Linked DNA regions of Mus musculus: all the other regions are linked to region 5. Evidence: chromatin contacts called from public HiCAR-type and promoter capture Hi-C data. All regions are on one chromosome and are shown on one strand. Each heading gives the region's core, a stretch centred on a gene start, on an enhancer-like site or on the middle of the called end of the contact. The rest is flanking DNA. Distances are from core to core; before and after follow the strand shown.

Region 1 (3,000 bases), core at 175-2,674, 1.4 Mb before region 5:
GAAGCAGAAGAAGGTCTAGCAGTGTACAGAAGCCCAGCAGAGGAATAGGCAGAAGTACGGAGGCATGCAGACTGAGGAAGCACACACCAGCTCCAACTGAGGCCCCCTCCACTCAGGATCCTTAGGAGAGACACAAAACAAGGACAGGGATGAAGAAGTTGGCCGCATCCCACTGTCCACTTCTCCAACAAGGACACCTCGAACTCAATTCCCTATCAGACAAGTCCGAGTTGACTCCACGGGAGGCTAGACAGCTGCCAGCTGCCAGCTGCCAGCCTGCACATTGGATTTCCGAGGTGCCCAACTGTCCTTCCCTAAGTCAGTCCACAAATCCTATTCTGCAAGTTTCCGGGCGGCATAACCCCAGCACAACCAGCGCTGCCGACAGACCACCGGTTCCAGCTGGGAGGAAAACAACACGAAAAGGCTACAGCAGCGCAGGACAGGGCCCAGTGTCCATTCCCCACCCACTGGTGGCGCTTTCTCTGGAACCAGTCTCCACCCCGAGGTTCTCTCATTCCAGAACCCTGGAGCCCAACTGGTTCCTGGAGCTTGCATCTCCGCGTACAGGCTCAGCGGCTCACTGTCCTGGCTCAGCACTGCCCACGCGGTACTCACCTGGCCTCGGTGCCCAGGGAAAGGAAGGCGAGCCGGCGAGAGGCGTGAAGCCCAAGCCGATCCGAATCTGTCCGTGCCTGCTGCACTTTCAGGACTGCAGAGGTCCAGCTAGTTGTGGCGCTGAGTCTAGAGGGAGTAGAGGGAAAACCAAGACCTTGGGAGAACGCGATGCGACCTGGCAGCCGCAGGAGGCGAGGCCCCGGAGGTTAGCAGCCGCGCGGTACCGAGCCGGGAAGCCACGCAGCTTCGCTCTCGCTGCAGCCCAGACTCGCGGGATCCTGGCCCGCAGGCAGAGGCGCAGCGCAGGGAAGAGTGCGGGGCTGAGTCTCTGCTCGGAACCCGAGCGCCTCCCGGAGCCCGCAATCCCCCGCCCGCCCCAGTGGGATGCAGGCGGAAATTGAGCTTGTGTGGAACGTGGGGACCGACCGGGCTCCGAGTCTCCCGCGCTGCGGTGAGAGCGGGGCCCACGCAGCCGGGACCGGAGGGGGTGCGGTCCCAGTGCCACCCCCGCGCCACTCCCCACGTGGCGGCCGCGCCCCCGGGGCGTGAATGTGTACGCGGGCGGTGGTGGTGGGGGTCATGAATGAAGCCCCAGCGGCCAATCAGCACTGCCGGCGCGCGGGACCCCGGGAGCGAGACCCAATAGCGAGCTCCGGGTTGCAGGCCCCGGCGGCGGGCGGGCACGGGGGGAGGAGGCCGGGGCCGGGAGGCGGGAGGCGGCTCCGCGGGCAGCCAATGGGCGGCGGGCGGGGTGGGGCTCCGGAGCGCCCAGCGGGTCCGGGCTTTAAGCCGGCGGAGCGCGGCGGCGGGGCCCGCAGACGGAGCGAGGCGGCGGCGGCGGCGGGGCGGCGCAGGGCGCGGGGCGGCATGGCCACCACCGCGCAGTATCTGCCGCGGGGCCCCGGCGGCGGAGCTGGGGGCACAGGGCCGCTCATGCATCCCGATGCCGCCGCGGCGGCGGCAGCGGCGGCCGAGCGGCTGCACGCGGGGGCCGCGTACCGCGAAGTGCAGAAGCTGATGCACCACGAGTGGCTGGGCGCGGGCGCGGGCCACCCCGTGGGCCTAGCGCACCCTCAATGGCTACCCACGGGAGGAGGCGGCGGCGGCGACTGGGCGGGCGGCCCGCACCTGGAACACGGCAAGGCAGGCGGTGGCGGTACCGGCCGAGCTGACGACGGCGGCGGTGGCGGCGGTTTCCACGCCCGCCTGGTGCACCAAGGGGCGGCCCACGCGGGCGCGGCATGGGCACAAGGCGGCACAGCGCACCACTTGGGCCCCGCCATGTCGCCGTCGCCCGGGGCCGGCGGGGGTCACCAGCCCCAGCCGCTCGGGCTGTACGCTCAGGCGGCCTACCCCGGTGGCGGCGGCGGCGGCCTGGCCGGGATGCTGGCGGCGGGAGGCGGCGGCGCGGGACCCGGCCTGCACCACGCACTGCACGAGGACGGCCACGAGGCACAGCTGGAGCCGTCGCCACCACCGCACCTGGGCGCACACGGACACGCACACGGACATGCACACGCGGGCGGCCTGCACGCGGCGGCGGCGCACCTGCACCCGGGCGCGGGCGGTGGTGGCTCGTCGGTGGGCGAGCACTCGGACGAGGATGCTCCCAGCTCCGACGACCTGGAGCAGTTCGCCAAGCAGTTCAAGCAACGACGCATCAAGCTGGGCTTCACCCAGGCCGACGTGGGACTGGCGCTGGGCACCCTCTACGGTAACGTGTTCTCGCAGACCACCATCTGCCGTTTCGAGGCCCTGCAGCTGAGCTTCAAGAACATGTGCAAGCTCAAGCCGCTGCTCAACAAGTGGCTGGAGGAGACCGACTCGTCCAGCGGCAGCCCCACCAACCTGGACAAGATCGCGGCGCAGGGCCGCAAGCGCAAGAAGCGCACGTCCATCGAGGTGGGTGTCAAAGGCGCGCTCGAGAGCCACTTTCTCAAGTGTCCCAAGCCGTCTGCGCACGAGATCACCGGCCTGGCCGACAGCCTGCAACTGGAGAAGGAGGTGGTGCGTGTCTGGTTCTGCAACCGGCGGCAGAAGGAGAAGCGCATGACCCCCGCGGCCGGCGCGGGCCACCCGCCCATGGACGACGTTTATGCGCCTGGGGAGCTGGGGCCTGGCGGGGGCAGCGCGTCGCCACCTTCTGCGCCCCCGCCACCCCCGCCGGCCGCGCTGCACCACCACCACCACCACACACTGCCCGGCTCTGTGCAGTGACCCTGCGGACTGGGTTCCCCGCCGGCGCAGCGGTGCCTCCGGCGCGCAGTTAGCGCGCGCGGCCTGGACTCTTTTTGTTGTTTATTCGGTTTTGCTTTGGATTTTACAAAAAGGAAAAAAAAAAAAAAAAAAAAAAGCTCAGAAACTTTTAAACAAAACCAAACA
Region 2 (2,895 bases), core at 160-2,659, 1.0 Mb after region 5:
TAAGGGACTGTACTCATGATGCATGGCATGTGTGGAGAAGTCAGTCTTGGCCATTAATCTCAGGCTGGCAGGCTTGACTGCAAACACCTTTACTCACCAAGCCATTTTTCCGGGTTCTCAACATAGGAATTTTAAGTTGCATTTATTTATTTGTTTCGGGGTGGTAGAAACACACATATCAAGACAACCTATGGTAGTTCATTCTCTCCTCATACCATGTAGGGCCTGGCGATCAAACAGGTTATCGGATTTGGGGGCAAGAATCTTTACCCTCTGAGCCATCTCACTTGCCCTTTTCTTCTTCACAGAGTCTCCTTACATTTCAAAAAAAAAAAAAAAAAAATCCCAAAATAGGAGAGCTTGGAAGTCAGAGGAAGAAAGATCAGGAGTTCAAGGTAACTGTGAGCAACATGATAGCCAGTTTCAACCATCCCCAGAGCCAAAACAAACAAACAAACAAACAAACAAACAAATGTACAGTAATCTCTTACTATTGGTATGAGTTACCAGCAATGAACCACAGTCCAAATATGTTACTTGGGGGGCTGGCGAGATGGCTCAGTGGTTAAGAGCGCCGACTGCTCTTCCAAAGGTCCTGAGTTCAAATCCCAGCAACCACATGGTGGCTCACAACCATCCATAACGAAATCTGATGCCCTCTTATGGAGTATCTAAGGACAGCTACAGTGTACTTACATATAATAAATCTTAAAAAAAGAAAAGTTCCTTGGAAATATTTGGAAGTAACAATGTAACAAGTAACAATGTTCAAGGTCCTCTAACTAGCACTGTAGACTAAGAGATCCAATGGCCTCTGCCTCCCTGCCAGGATTAGAAAAATGGGCAGCCACCGCCAGCGCTAACCTGCAAATTTCACTCACAGAACTCTACAGATAAAACTATTTGCTTCTATCTCTCTCCAGCCCGATGTTTTTGTTTTTTGAATCCAGGTCTCATTAAGTAGCACTGATTGGCCTAGAACAGACTTTATAGAACAGCCTGGCTTCGAACTCAGAGAACCCCCTGCCACTCGTGTGATGGGATTAAAGGCAAGGGCCAACACACCCAATCTGTTTATGTCTGAAAAATACACTGCTTAATGGAAAGAGAGCCACAGGTGTAACGGAAGGCAGTTACAGAAAGAAGCCGCAAGAGACCAAACGCACCAAGCTCAGTCACCGCACAGAGGCCAGGACGCTAAGAAGCCTGGAGGCCGGGGGCACGACTCTCCTGACACTGTGGTCTTCCTACCTGTCGCGTCACCCTCCTCAGGACGGGAGAAATGCCGCCTCTCTCTGGAAAAGCGGGCCTGAGCGGCTCCACGAGGATGGCTGATCTGTCTCCAACTCAGCGGCGGGAAGCGCCCACTCGCATTTTGCCGTGCAAACAACCCCGCCGGCTCCGCCCCTCTCCCGGAGGCCTTTGCGGCTGAGCATGCGCACCGCGGTCCGCCTGGGGCGCGGAGGCGGGGGATGGACTAAGCAGGAGAGGTTGACGGGGCGGGTCAGGGGGGTTTAGTTTTAGGCTATCCTTAATGTCACCTTAGCTGCCCGTTTTTCGTTTTTTGTTTTGTTTTGTTTTTTGTTTTTTTTTGTTTTAAGACAGGGTCTCACTTATGTACCCCTGACTGTCCCGGAACTCACTATGCAGACCAAGCTGGTCTTGAACTTAGAGAGGTTCTCCTGACTCTGCCTCCCTAGTTCTGGTATTAAGGGAATATGTCATCACATGGGCATATTTGGGTCCTTAAAGGCAGGAGTGAGGGGGCACAGGCCTGTAAGATGAAGGTGTGTGGTTAAAAATTCAAAACCAACCTTATTTTACAAACGGAACAACAAAAGCTGGGGGATTGAGACAGAGCAACGAGATGACAGAGCCTATTAAGGAGTTTACCGCAAAGTCTGACTAGCAGGGTTCTGTCACTGGAATCCATTTAGTGGAAGAAGAGAACAGATACCTGCAAATTGCTCCTTGACCTCCGCAATGTGCACATAAACACAATAAATACATACATGCATACATAAATAAAATTAAGGGCTAATGCAACATTAGTGACTCAGATGTTGAGTTACAACTTTAAAAACATGGTTGTAAATAGTCTCAGAAAAAGAGGAATGAAAAAGTAGGGACAGATGGGTATAGCTAAAGAATTAAGGAGGGAGCAGATCATTTTGATTATTTCTAAGTTTTTTTGTTTTTTTTTTTTGGTTTTTCGAGATAGGGTTTCTCTATAGCCTTGACTGTCTTGGAACTCACTTTGTAGACCAGGCTGGCCTCGAACTCAGAAATCCACCTGCCTCTGCCTCCGGAGTGCTAGGATTAAAGGCGTGTGCCACCACGCCCGGCTTCTAAGTCTTAATAGTAAAGAAAAATATAAAGTTTAATGATCTATTCATCTTGTCTTTGACCATAACTTCCATCTATCTTTTCTCTCTCTTTCTTTCTTTCTTTCTTTCTTTCTTTCTTTCTTTCTTTCTTTCTTTCTTTCTCTCTCTCTCTCTCTCTCTCTCTCTCTCTCTCTCTCTTTCCTTCCTTCCTTCCTTTCTTTTCTTTTCTTTTTTTTTTTTTGAGACACTGTTTCTCTGTGTATCCCTGGTTGTCCTGGAACTCACTCTATAGACCAGGCTGGCCTCAAATTCAGAGATTCTCTGCCCTCCAAGACTGGCTCTCACCTCTTCCTTCCTTCCTTCCTTCCTTCCTTCCTTCCTTCCTTCCTTCCTCCCTCCCTCCCTTCCTTCCTTTGAGACAGAATCTCACTGTGTAGACAGGCCTAGAGCTCAGAGAGATTTGCCTGTTTCTGCCTTCTGAGAGCTTGGAATTAAAGGTATGTAGGAATTAAAGGTATGTACCACCATAGCCTTCACTTGCTCTACGCACTCTCCTCTCTCCCCCTCC
Region 3 (2,942 bases), core at 255-2,754, 1.1 Mb after region 5:
CCCCACCCACCTCAGCAGTTTTTGTTTTGTTTTGTTTGAGACAGGGCCTCTCTGTATAGCCCTAGCTATCCTGGAACTCATGTCAACCAGGCTAGCTTAGAACTCAGAGATCTGACTACCTCTGCTTCCTGACTGCTGGGACACAATGCCACCTTAGTTTGAAGGACTAACTGGGACTCTGAAATATCACAGGAAAAGGGAACAGTGGAGGGTTGGGCGCCTGACAGTCGGACTTCTTGGTAAGGACAGTCGTCTGATTGATGGTTCTTTCAGTTCTAGTTTTGCAAATGGTTCCCACTTTAGGGAGCAGTTTGGTTTTAGCCTCATCACTGTGGCATTTGCCCCATTTAAGGCCTGGTCTGCTCTGCCAGACTCGCTGCTGCTTGGAGCTGGCTTTGCTTCTTCACTGTCATTATGCTTTTGGGTGAGTTTTGTCTTTCCAAGGTTATCTATCACAGGAGAAAGTGACTCAGGGGAAAAAAAGTGACAAAACAGAGTTAAGTTAGGCCAGCAACCAGTACCTTCCTGCATGACCAAGTAGGCATGTGCACTTTAAAAACATGAGCAGTTTTAGTCACCAGCCATATCGCCAGCCCTCCGAGAGTTATGTAGATGGAAGCAGATCCAAGTACGTGGCCAGTAAGCATGAACAGTGGGAGGGTTTGAGACCATAGGGCTTCTTTTGGACCCATAGACCAGGGCTTGGGAATTATTTTATTTTATTTTATTTTGAGACTGGCCTTTGCGATATAGTCCTCACTAGCCTAGTTCTTGCTGTGAAGTTCATTCAACTCTGGGCAGTCCTCAGGCCTTATCCTCACTAGTTGGGGAATTACAGGCACATCATGCGTGGCAGTAGCCAGCTTTCATGAAAGGTCAGATAGTATTCAGTGGCTCAGCCATAGATGGTATACAAATGGATGCAGGTCAACACTTTCACCCTTGTACCCCGAGGTGTTAGTTTTATATAATTTTCAATTGTTGTGAAAATTCCTTGAACATTGCTTAATCATTTCTAGAATGTTATTATTTTCCTTATGGGTGTGTGTTAAAAAACTCGACAACCGGAAAAAATTGGTCCTCTGTTTGCCAGTGCAACCAAGTAAGGGATTCTTTAAATATCTTTCTCATTTTTCTTTTGGTTGAGCAATGGGAGGGGCAGGTATTTTAGGCATAGGTGGACCAGAAAAACTTACAGTTACTGCTTTATTGCTCATTAATTGTAGGGTTCACTGATTTTCTAGTAACTTTCTGAAGGCCATTGTGCAACTTCCATACAGCTGCAGACCCAGAGACACTCAGGGAGTTGGGTGGTGTCAGATTCCTCTAGCACGGGTGGGTTTGAAGGCCAGATCGCGTGGACACACACCCGATACTCCGCACCCTCCACAATGAGTACAGCCTGTAAGGAAAGGCCTCAGTGGGCGGGTCTTAGCGGAGGTGGCCATCAGTGGGCGGGGCTGAAAGTTGGGCGTAACCGGGTGGGCGGGCCGGACCGACTGTAGTCTTCCGGTAGGGAGGAAGAGTCGTCCAGGAAGGCGGGCGCTGCTATGTCGTTCAGGGTAGGCGTGTTGCGGGTTCTGCTTGGCGTCTTCTTCGCGCTCACCGGGGCTGCCAAGCTCTTTCAGGTCTCGGCCCCCGTGTCACAACAGATGGTGAGCGGCACCCGGGGAAGGACAGTGTGTGCTCGGTTCCCGGGGGCTTCATGCCTTCGGGCTCGAGGCCGCCTGGGCCTTTCCTCCTATTTTCTACACCTTCTCCAGGTGGGAGGGCACGGGACTTAACTGCTGGCTGAGCATGTTGTCCCCAGGCCGATTTAGAGTTGGAGAAGTGATGGGACTCAGGAGGTCCAGGAAGACAAAGTGAAAAAGTGACCTAGCACCCCTCTCCACCCCACATCCACCAACCCATTGTTCCAGGTTGGGGAGGCAGAATTTTACTTTATTTGGTTTTTGTTTGTTTGTTTGAGCTGGTCTTCTGAATGTGTCCCTCTGGCTGGCTGGCCCGGAGCTCACTCAGTGTAGTGGCTGGCCTCGAACTTGCAGAGATCCACCTACCCCAACCTCCAGACTACTGGGATTAACGGCTTACCTACCTTAGAAATCTTTTTTAAGCTTGAAACTAGTCATGATGGTAAAATGTAATTTACCAAAACATTACACAGCTATTCAAGCAAGGCTCAAAGTAGACCAATCTAACTAGACTCCTCAGTGTCCCACGCAGCCTGGGACAGAAGCATAGAAGTCACTGACTGTAGTTCCTTATCCCGAGAGGGTCTACCAGCAGTTTCCAGACCCTCAGAGAAGCCAGGCTCTGTGGAAGACCCCTGTTGCCACCTCCCAAGCCTGGGTACTACTACGATTTTCTTCTCCTTTTCCTCCTCCTCCTCTCCTCCCTTCCTCCTTTTTTCTTCTTCCTTTCCTCTTTCTTCTTCCCCTCCTCTCCTCCCCTCCTCCTCCTCTTTTCTTCTTTCTTCTTCCCTAAGATGGTGGGTTCTTTAGGATAGATATGGTAAAAGCCAAACAGCTTAAACTCTCTGCAGGTGTGTCTCATGTGCGGCCCTTGGACCACATACACTCCAGGATAGCTGTCACTGTAGCCCAGCATAAAAGTGTAAATTTAAAATCCGTGCTTTTTTTCCCCCTTTCAATTCAGCTGTGGGGTTCTGGAGCAGCTCTGTAGGTGACAGTATGGAGCTCCCTCCTTGGAAGCCAGAGTAGGACAGGCAGGGCTGCTGTTGGACCACAGGAAACAGTCCTGAGGGTGGAGCAGGCCCAGGGAAGGGTCTGAGTAGGGTGTGTTACACCCCCTCAGCTGTTCCTTGTGTCTGCCACAGTAGAATCAGGACCTGCATAGAAGATGGAAAGTGTCAGTCATTCTCTAAGGAGTCTATCCATCCCACCTGCAGATATTCAGAGAGAAGAGAAACTAGACCTGGCACA
Region 4 (3,164 bases), core at 519-3,018, 1.0 Mb before region 5:
ATCCAAGAAAGATTTAGTAAGGCCTTATTTTATGTCAGATGCCTGTTCAAAGTGTTTTTAATTTTTAAGCCCAGGGGACCTTTACATACTTAACTGCACCTTTGTGACAGTCTCTCTCTCTCTCTCTCTCTCTCTCAAGATAATGTCTCAGAGGGCTGTGGTGGCACACCGCCACACTGGAAGTGGCACACACTTTAATCCCAGCACTCTGGAGGCCAGCATGGACTACAGAGTGAGTTCCAGGGCAGCTAGGGCTACAAAAAGGAACCCTATCTCAAAACACAAGCAAACAAACAAACAAAAAGATAATGTCTTTTTCTACAGTTTGGCTTGTATCTTCCTATATAGCCCAGGCTAGACTAGCCTTGAACTCACGGCAGATAGTCTAACCTCAAATGCTGAGGTTAGAGGCTCATGCCAACACACTCAGCTTTGTTACGTTCTGGGGACACGGAGGTGAATAACGTACCTGATTTCCATTTTCCTAAGCTTATGGCCTAGACCCAAGAAAGCAGCCAATGCTCTTGTGAACAGAGTCATTTCGGGTAGTGGCATGTGCCGTGAAGTGAGGTGGGATGGAATAACAGGAAGAGAGTGGCTGACTTAAATCAGTAACTCAGCAAATACTTCTGCCAAAGGAGCTGCTGCCAGATAGATCAAGAGAATGTAGTTCCATTTAAAAACAAGTGAACAGTGAAAAAAATCTTTTGGTGTAGGGTCTCTCTATGTAGCTCAAGCTGGATTTGAACTTGTGACAATCCTCCTGCCTTAGCCTCTCAAGTATATCATGTTTCCTTAGATCCTTTAAGTTATCCTAAACGATGATTGGAATATAAGCTAGAAAGTGTGTTTATTTATTTTTAACCTGAAATTCAAATTTCACTGTCTTGTATTTTTTTTCTTGATGTTCTCCTCCCCCCCTCCTGCTTCCCCCTCCTCCTCCTCCTCCCCCTCCTCCTGCTCCTACTCCTACTCCTCCACCTTCTTGGAGACAAGTCATGCTATATAATGTGGACAAGTCTGGAACTCCTTCCTCTGCCTTTTGAGCATTGGTATTATAGGTGTGTGTCACCATGCTGATGAATTTGCTAGTGTTTGCAATCCTATGGATAGAGGATATTTGAGCAGGAACTGACCAGAAGGAACCAGCGATGCCGATTCAGGGAATGTGTGATCAAACAGAGCAACATTCAGTGTAAATGTCAGAAGAGGGAGAAATGAGGTCAGAGGAACGGAGCCAGATCACAAGTTTTGTAGGGATTGGAAGGAGTTTGAATCTGTCTCTCTTTGCGATAATAAACCATTGGAGAATTTAAAATCTCTCTCTCTCTCTCTCTCTGTCTCTCTCTCTCTCTCTCTCTCTCTCTCTCTGTCTCTCTCTCTGTCTCTCTGTCTCTCTCTCTTTCTTTCAAGCTGAGGCTTGAATCCAAAGTCTGTTGTTACTAAAAACTGCTCTACTCCAGCCTAAAATTTAAAGGCAGGTATGACCTGTTCTGATATTTGCCCGCTCTTGCTGGAACACTTTTAGAAAGGTTCAGAGGGCAAATTCCCATCAGCTCATGCACTGGGCCGAGAACAGGCTTCTCTCTTTTTCTCTTTCTCTCTTTTTCTCACTAAACCCAGGACTGCCCGGTGCCCTGGACGTTGCTATGGAAGGGACGCTTGACGGTTGCTAGACCCGGGGGAGGCGGGAGCAGGACAGAGGCGGAGCCGGGTCAGCCTTAGGCAAGCGCCGCGCGCTCTCAGGAAGTCGCGTAGCGCGAGCGGAAGTGACGTCGCGCGTGTTCAGGGTCCAACGTGCTTCACACAGGACGCTTTCCCGGCTGGGAAGTCGTGAAGTGGTTTACCTCGCGAGTAGCAGAGCGGTGTCGGTACTGTCGTCAGGATGGTGAAGCCCAAGTACAAAGGACGGAGCACCATCAACCGCTCGGCGGCCAGCACCAACCCAGGTACGGCGGACCGGGCGGGACCAGGCCGCAGGAGCCGTCGGGGACGGAGGAAGGCCCGTTCCGGCCTGGGCGGCGGACCCGAGGTCTAGGCACCTGCTCTAAAGTTGGGGGATGAGTCACGCCAGCCTCTGGCAGCCCCGAGGCCTCTCAGGAGGAGGTGTAGAGAAAGGCAAGTTAAAAGTGGGCTAGGGTCCTGGAGTCCTGGCACATGCCTGTCATCCCAGCACTTAGGAAGCTGAGGCAGAGGGGATCACGAGTTAGTGGCTATCTGGACTACAGGGTACAGACTGAAGACACAGAGTGGAGTAGGTTGGCCCAGGTGGCATTTTACCCTTAACCATAGCATTCGTGCCACCTTAGCTTTGACCGTGGAATCAGACCATGCATAAGCAACACTTCAGGTAAATATAGTGATTTCAATAGAGGTGGTTTTGAGATACGAGAAATTCCCATCTACAGGGCAAACAAAACAGGCTTTCGAGGAGTCCCTCCCACTTTGATTTAGCTACTAAAACTGTGTTTAAATATGGGTTAGTCATAGAGGGGCTTGGTGACGCATCCCTGTAGTTCCCAATACTGGGAAGGCAGGACAGACAGATCTCTTGTGAATTCGAGGCCAGCCTGGTCTGCATAGTGAGACTGTCTCAAACTGGTGGGGGGAAAAATTAGGTATACTCTTGTCTCCGTAAGGCTGCAAGGATAGCTGACTTCTGTATCTCCTTGTAATTTGCATAATTAGGGTTTTGATTAGATTTTTTTAAAAAAATGATGAAAACACTCAGAGACTGGAGAGAACATGGGGAGAATAAGAGCTCACTCGTACTGCTGTTGCAGGAGGACCAGAGTTCAATTCCAGTTCAATCAGCTCTCACCTACCTGGAAGTTCAACTCCAAGGGGAATCTGATACCTCTGGCCTTCAAGGCATCTACCCACATATATCCGTATAATGTTTAGTACTGTGTATGTAGCAGTACTAAAGGAGAACATGCAGGAAAGTTGCTGCGTTACTTTGTGATCTTTTATAACTGTATTAAGTCACATAATACCATGCATTTGGAAGATTCACTTGGGATTGGTTGGTGATTAGTGTGATGATGTTTCTAAGCAGGGGTTAAGTTTATCAACAGCTGAAAAATGTAGACGGAAACCTTGAGGGTTGGTAGGAAGAGGGACTCAGGAAAAGGATAGGTAGCCAGATGTGTGTGGGCCGACTT
Region 5 (2,929 bases), core at 137-2,636:
AATTGAACTCAGGACCTTCGGAAGAGCAGTCAGTGATCTTAACCGCTGAGCCATCTCTCCAGCCTGATTTTTGTTGGTTTTAAAGACAGGGACCCAGTCCTGACTGTCCTAGAACTTGCTATGTAGACCAGGCTGGACTCTGCTTACAAAGTGCTGGGATCAAAGGCAAGTGCAGCCACACCTTGCTGCTCTGTCTTGACCCTATCCAGTCTGACAGTACACAGAGGCAAACTCTGAAAGGGACCGTGTTCTGCCAAAACTTGAGATAGTGTTGGAAGCTGGGCAGATAACAAAATGCATAAGGCCCACCAGAAGATAAAGATGTTTATTACAGGTGGGGCTGAGGTGTTAAGCTCATGTGCCGGGTCACAGCACTCCCAGAGCCTGAAGCAGGTGGATCTCCGAGTTTGAAGCCAGCCTGGTCTACAGAGCAAGTTCCAGGACAGCCAGGACAACACAGAGAAACCCTGTTTCAAAACAAAACAAAAAGGTTCAAGTTGTACTAGACAATTTTAAAAAGTTTGGCTCTTGGGAGGAAAGAAAAACGACTAGAAGGTGTGACGTGGAGGATGCCACAAGCAGGAAGGAAGACATTGAAGGAATGAGCTGTGTTTTGTAAGCGGCGCCTTTTGAAATTTAGTCCAACAGCATCAGAGCAGTGACACAGAGGAACGTAGGAATGCAGAAAGGGGAATTAAGGAATGCGAGGATTCTACAAGGAAAAGGAGGAAGTGGCTGATTATTAAAGGAGGTGGATGTAGGTTCCAAAGCTCAAGTCTCAAGATTGCTGTGGCTGGAGAGAGAAGTGCTTAGCAGAAACACTGATGACGAATCGTCTGAAAAGGTCCAGCCGTAGGTGAAGAAACGCGAGGGTGCTACTTAAGTTGCTAGGAGGGCCGGGCTGGGTTGCCTCACTGAGTAGTAAATCCGGCGTAACATCGCTTCCAGGAGGGGTTAGAAAGGAGACAAATGATATAACTAATCGAGATGAGGGATTATAATAACTCAGAATGCCTTCGTGGCGCTTGCCATGACCTCACTGGTTCCTCTGCACGTCCCTGGGAGATAGTTCACAAATCTGCCCGCAGCACAGCAGGCCATGGCGGACCGGGACGCTAGACGACTCTAGGCGAACGACTCCGAAGACGCTGGGGTTGATTTTCCTAGTTTCCGGTGCGATGGCTGGGCCACGGCAGATACGCGCGGCTGGCTGGAACGCTCCCGGCGACACCAAAGCTAAACTGGAAAACTCAAAACCAGCGCTCCCGGGAGGCCAAAGGTGCGCGCCTCCGTTTGAACCAATCCCCTGAAGCGATCTTTGTCACTTAACCCAATAAGCGCCGGTCTTCGGCCACCTCCTATCAATCCACCATGTGATTGGTTCGCCTTTCTGTTCCCGGCGTTGCCCCAGCAACCGGGCTATGGACGCGTAGGGGCCTCCAGGCTGCTAAATCACAAACCCTGGGGTTCTTCCTTCATCTACCCTGCGGGTTTCCGGCACTATGTCGGTTCGGACTCTGCCGCTGCTCTTTTTGAACTTGGGCGGGGAGATGCTTTACGTCCTAGACCAGCGACTGAGGGCCCAGAACATCCCCGGAGACAAGGCCCGCAAAGGTAAGTAACGCCCCCGCAGCCTTGATCTGTTCCCTTCCTCACCGCACTAAATGTCCCTATACAGAACCGCAGCCTAGCACCAGCCCCCCTCCAACCTCCGTCCTGATACCCAGGCCGACCGGCACCTGACCCCCTTCCCCTCATCCCAATAGCCAAACCGATGCCTCTGCGCACTTCTCTTTGACAGCCGGGTATCTTTCTCAAAAGACGCAGAGCCCATGCAGTTGGAAGCCCTCCGGAGTCAAATTAATTCTCCAAAAGAGCATTTCCCCACAGAGAAGCCTAATACATTGGACATACTTACAGTGCCTGAGCCCTCGATTTCCCAGTCTCTGGAAATCTGTCTATTTCCAAAAGTAGTTACAGTTGACAAGATACTTTTGGCAGGTATAACCATCCGTTAACCCCCACAAAACAGATGGGGACGCCCGCGTCTCTGTCCTCCTACGTAAGCAGAAGCCTGGTCATGCTCATTTCAGAAGCCATTTCTAGAAATGTAGGGCCCCAAAATAATATAGATAAGAACGAAAACATGCTTCTTGATTTTGCAAGTGTTGGAAGGGGTTGCAATTGTGAAAATACTTTTGGAAGGCTTATAAAATGCAAAATTATGCCATGTGTAGTGCAGAGAGAAACGACCACCCAAAACACGCTGCCAGTCTATCTTACTTCTCAGCAAACAACTTTGTTCACCAAATTTGCTGGGCTATTGTATTTGTAGGCAGAGGAGTAAACATTTATCTAAAGGACAACTGAACACTAATGAAAGCTCGATTTCCTCCCAACAGCTTATGTCCCCTCCATTGATGTTAAACAGGCACATTCAGATGGTGTGTCTGATTTTGTGTAAGTGCATACGTAAACAGACAAGAGAACCCTCTGGACCACTCCCTTCCATTCATTCCCAGCCTTGCTACCAGGGGCTTTACAAAATGCAAATATGTCTAGTGGGGCTTTATAAAATGCAAATATGTCTAGTATGTCTCTCCTCAAAATTGCCGACAACCTTCCACTCCTGTCTAAATGGAGACCAAGTCCTAGGCAGAACACGTTGGGGCCCTCCGATTAGGACACTGTCTTAGTCAGGGTTTCTATTCCTGCACAAACATCATGACCAAGAAGCAAGTTGGGGAGGAAAGGGTTTATTCGGCTTACACTTCCATGCTGCTGTTCATCACCAAAGGAAGTCAGGACTGGAACTCAAGCAGGTCAGGAAGCAGGAGCTGATGCAGAGGTCATGGAGGGATGTTCTTTACTGGCTTGCCTTCCCTGGCTTGCTCAGCCTGCTCTCTTATAGAACTCAAGACTACCAGCC

Evidence for each region. Promoter capture Hi-C pulls out the DNA fragments that hold promoters and counts their contacts. HiCAR-type assays count read pairs that join an accessible place to other places.
Region 1: a contact with region 5 is called in a promoter capture Hi-C map of embryonic stem cells, with 4 times the contacts expected there. The contact joins the promoter of Pou3f1 here to the promoter of Oscp1 in region 5. A contact is called at or near these places in 1 of 39 promoter capture datasets (embryonic stem cells) and 1 of 9 other capture datasets (adipose tissue).
Region 2: a promoter capture Hi-C map of liver shows a contact between it and region 5, with 4 times the contacts expected there. The contact joins the promoter of Zmym1 here to the promoter of Oscp1 in region 5. A contact is called at or near these places in 2 of 39 promoter capture datasets (both in liver).
Region 3: a promoter capture Hi-C map of liver shows a contact between it and region 5, with 4 times the contacts expected there. The contact joins the promoter of Tmem35b here to the promoter of Oscp1 in region 5.
Region 4: a contact with region 5 is called in a HiCAR-type map of astrocytes, with 4 times the contacts expected there. The contact joins the promoter of Gnl2 here to the promoter of Oscp1 in region 5. A contact is called at or near these places in 3 of 39 promoter capture datasets (hippocampal neurons, liver and pre-B cells), 1 of 484 Hi-C or Micro-C datasets (B cells) and 2 of 115 datasets of contacts at active chromatin or transcription factors (astrocytes and embryonic forebrain).

The regions. Positions count from the first base shown.
Region 1 is chr4:124,656,222-124,659,221 of GRCm38.p6, forward strand. It overlaps Pou3f1 (POU domain, class 3, transcription factor 1), which reads left to right and starts at 1,425. Exons shown (of 1, transcript NM_011141.2): 1 at 1,425-3,000. The coding sequence starts at 1,486. The coding sequence ends at 2,835. It overlaps Gm2164 (predicted gene 2164), which reads right to left and starts at 1,266. Exons shown (of 11, transcript NR_168006.1): 1 at 619-1,266.
Region 2 is chr4:127,059,745-127,062,639 of GRCm38.p6, forward strand. It overlaps Zmym1 (zinc finger, MYM domain containing 1), which reads right to left and starts at 1,410. Exons shown (of 8, transcript NM_026670.5): 1 at 1,252-1,410.
Region 3 is chr4:127,124,539-127,127,480 of GRCm38.p6, forward strand. It overlaps Tmem35b (transmembrane protein 35B), which reads left to right and starts at 1,505. Exons shown (of 3, transcript NM_001099319.2): 1 at 1,505-1,655. The coding sequence starts at 1,551.
Region 4 is chr4:125,028,246-125,031,409 of GRCm38.p6, forward strand. It overlaps Gnl2 (guanine nucleotide binding protein-like 2 (nucleolar)), which reads left to right and starts at 1,769. Exons shown (of 16, transcript NM_145552.2): 1 at 1,769-1,949. The coding sequence starts at 1,886.
Region 5 is chr4:126,057,179-126,060,107 of GRCm38.p6, forward strand. Oscp1 (organic solute carrier partner 1) reads left to right here and starts at 1,387. Exons shown (of 10, transcript NM_172701.3): 1 at 1,387-1,614. The coding sequence starts at 1,503.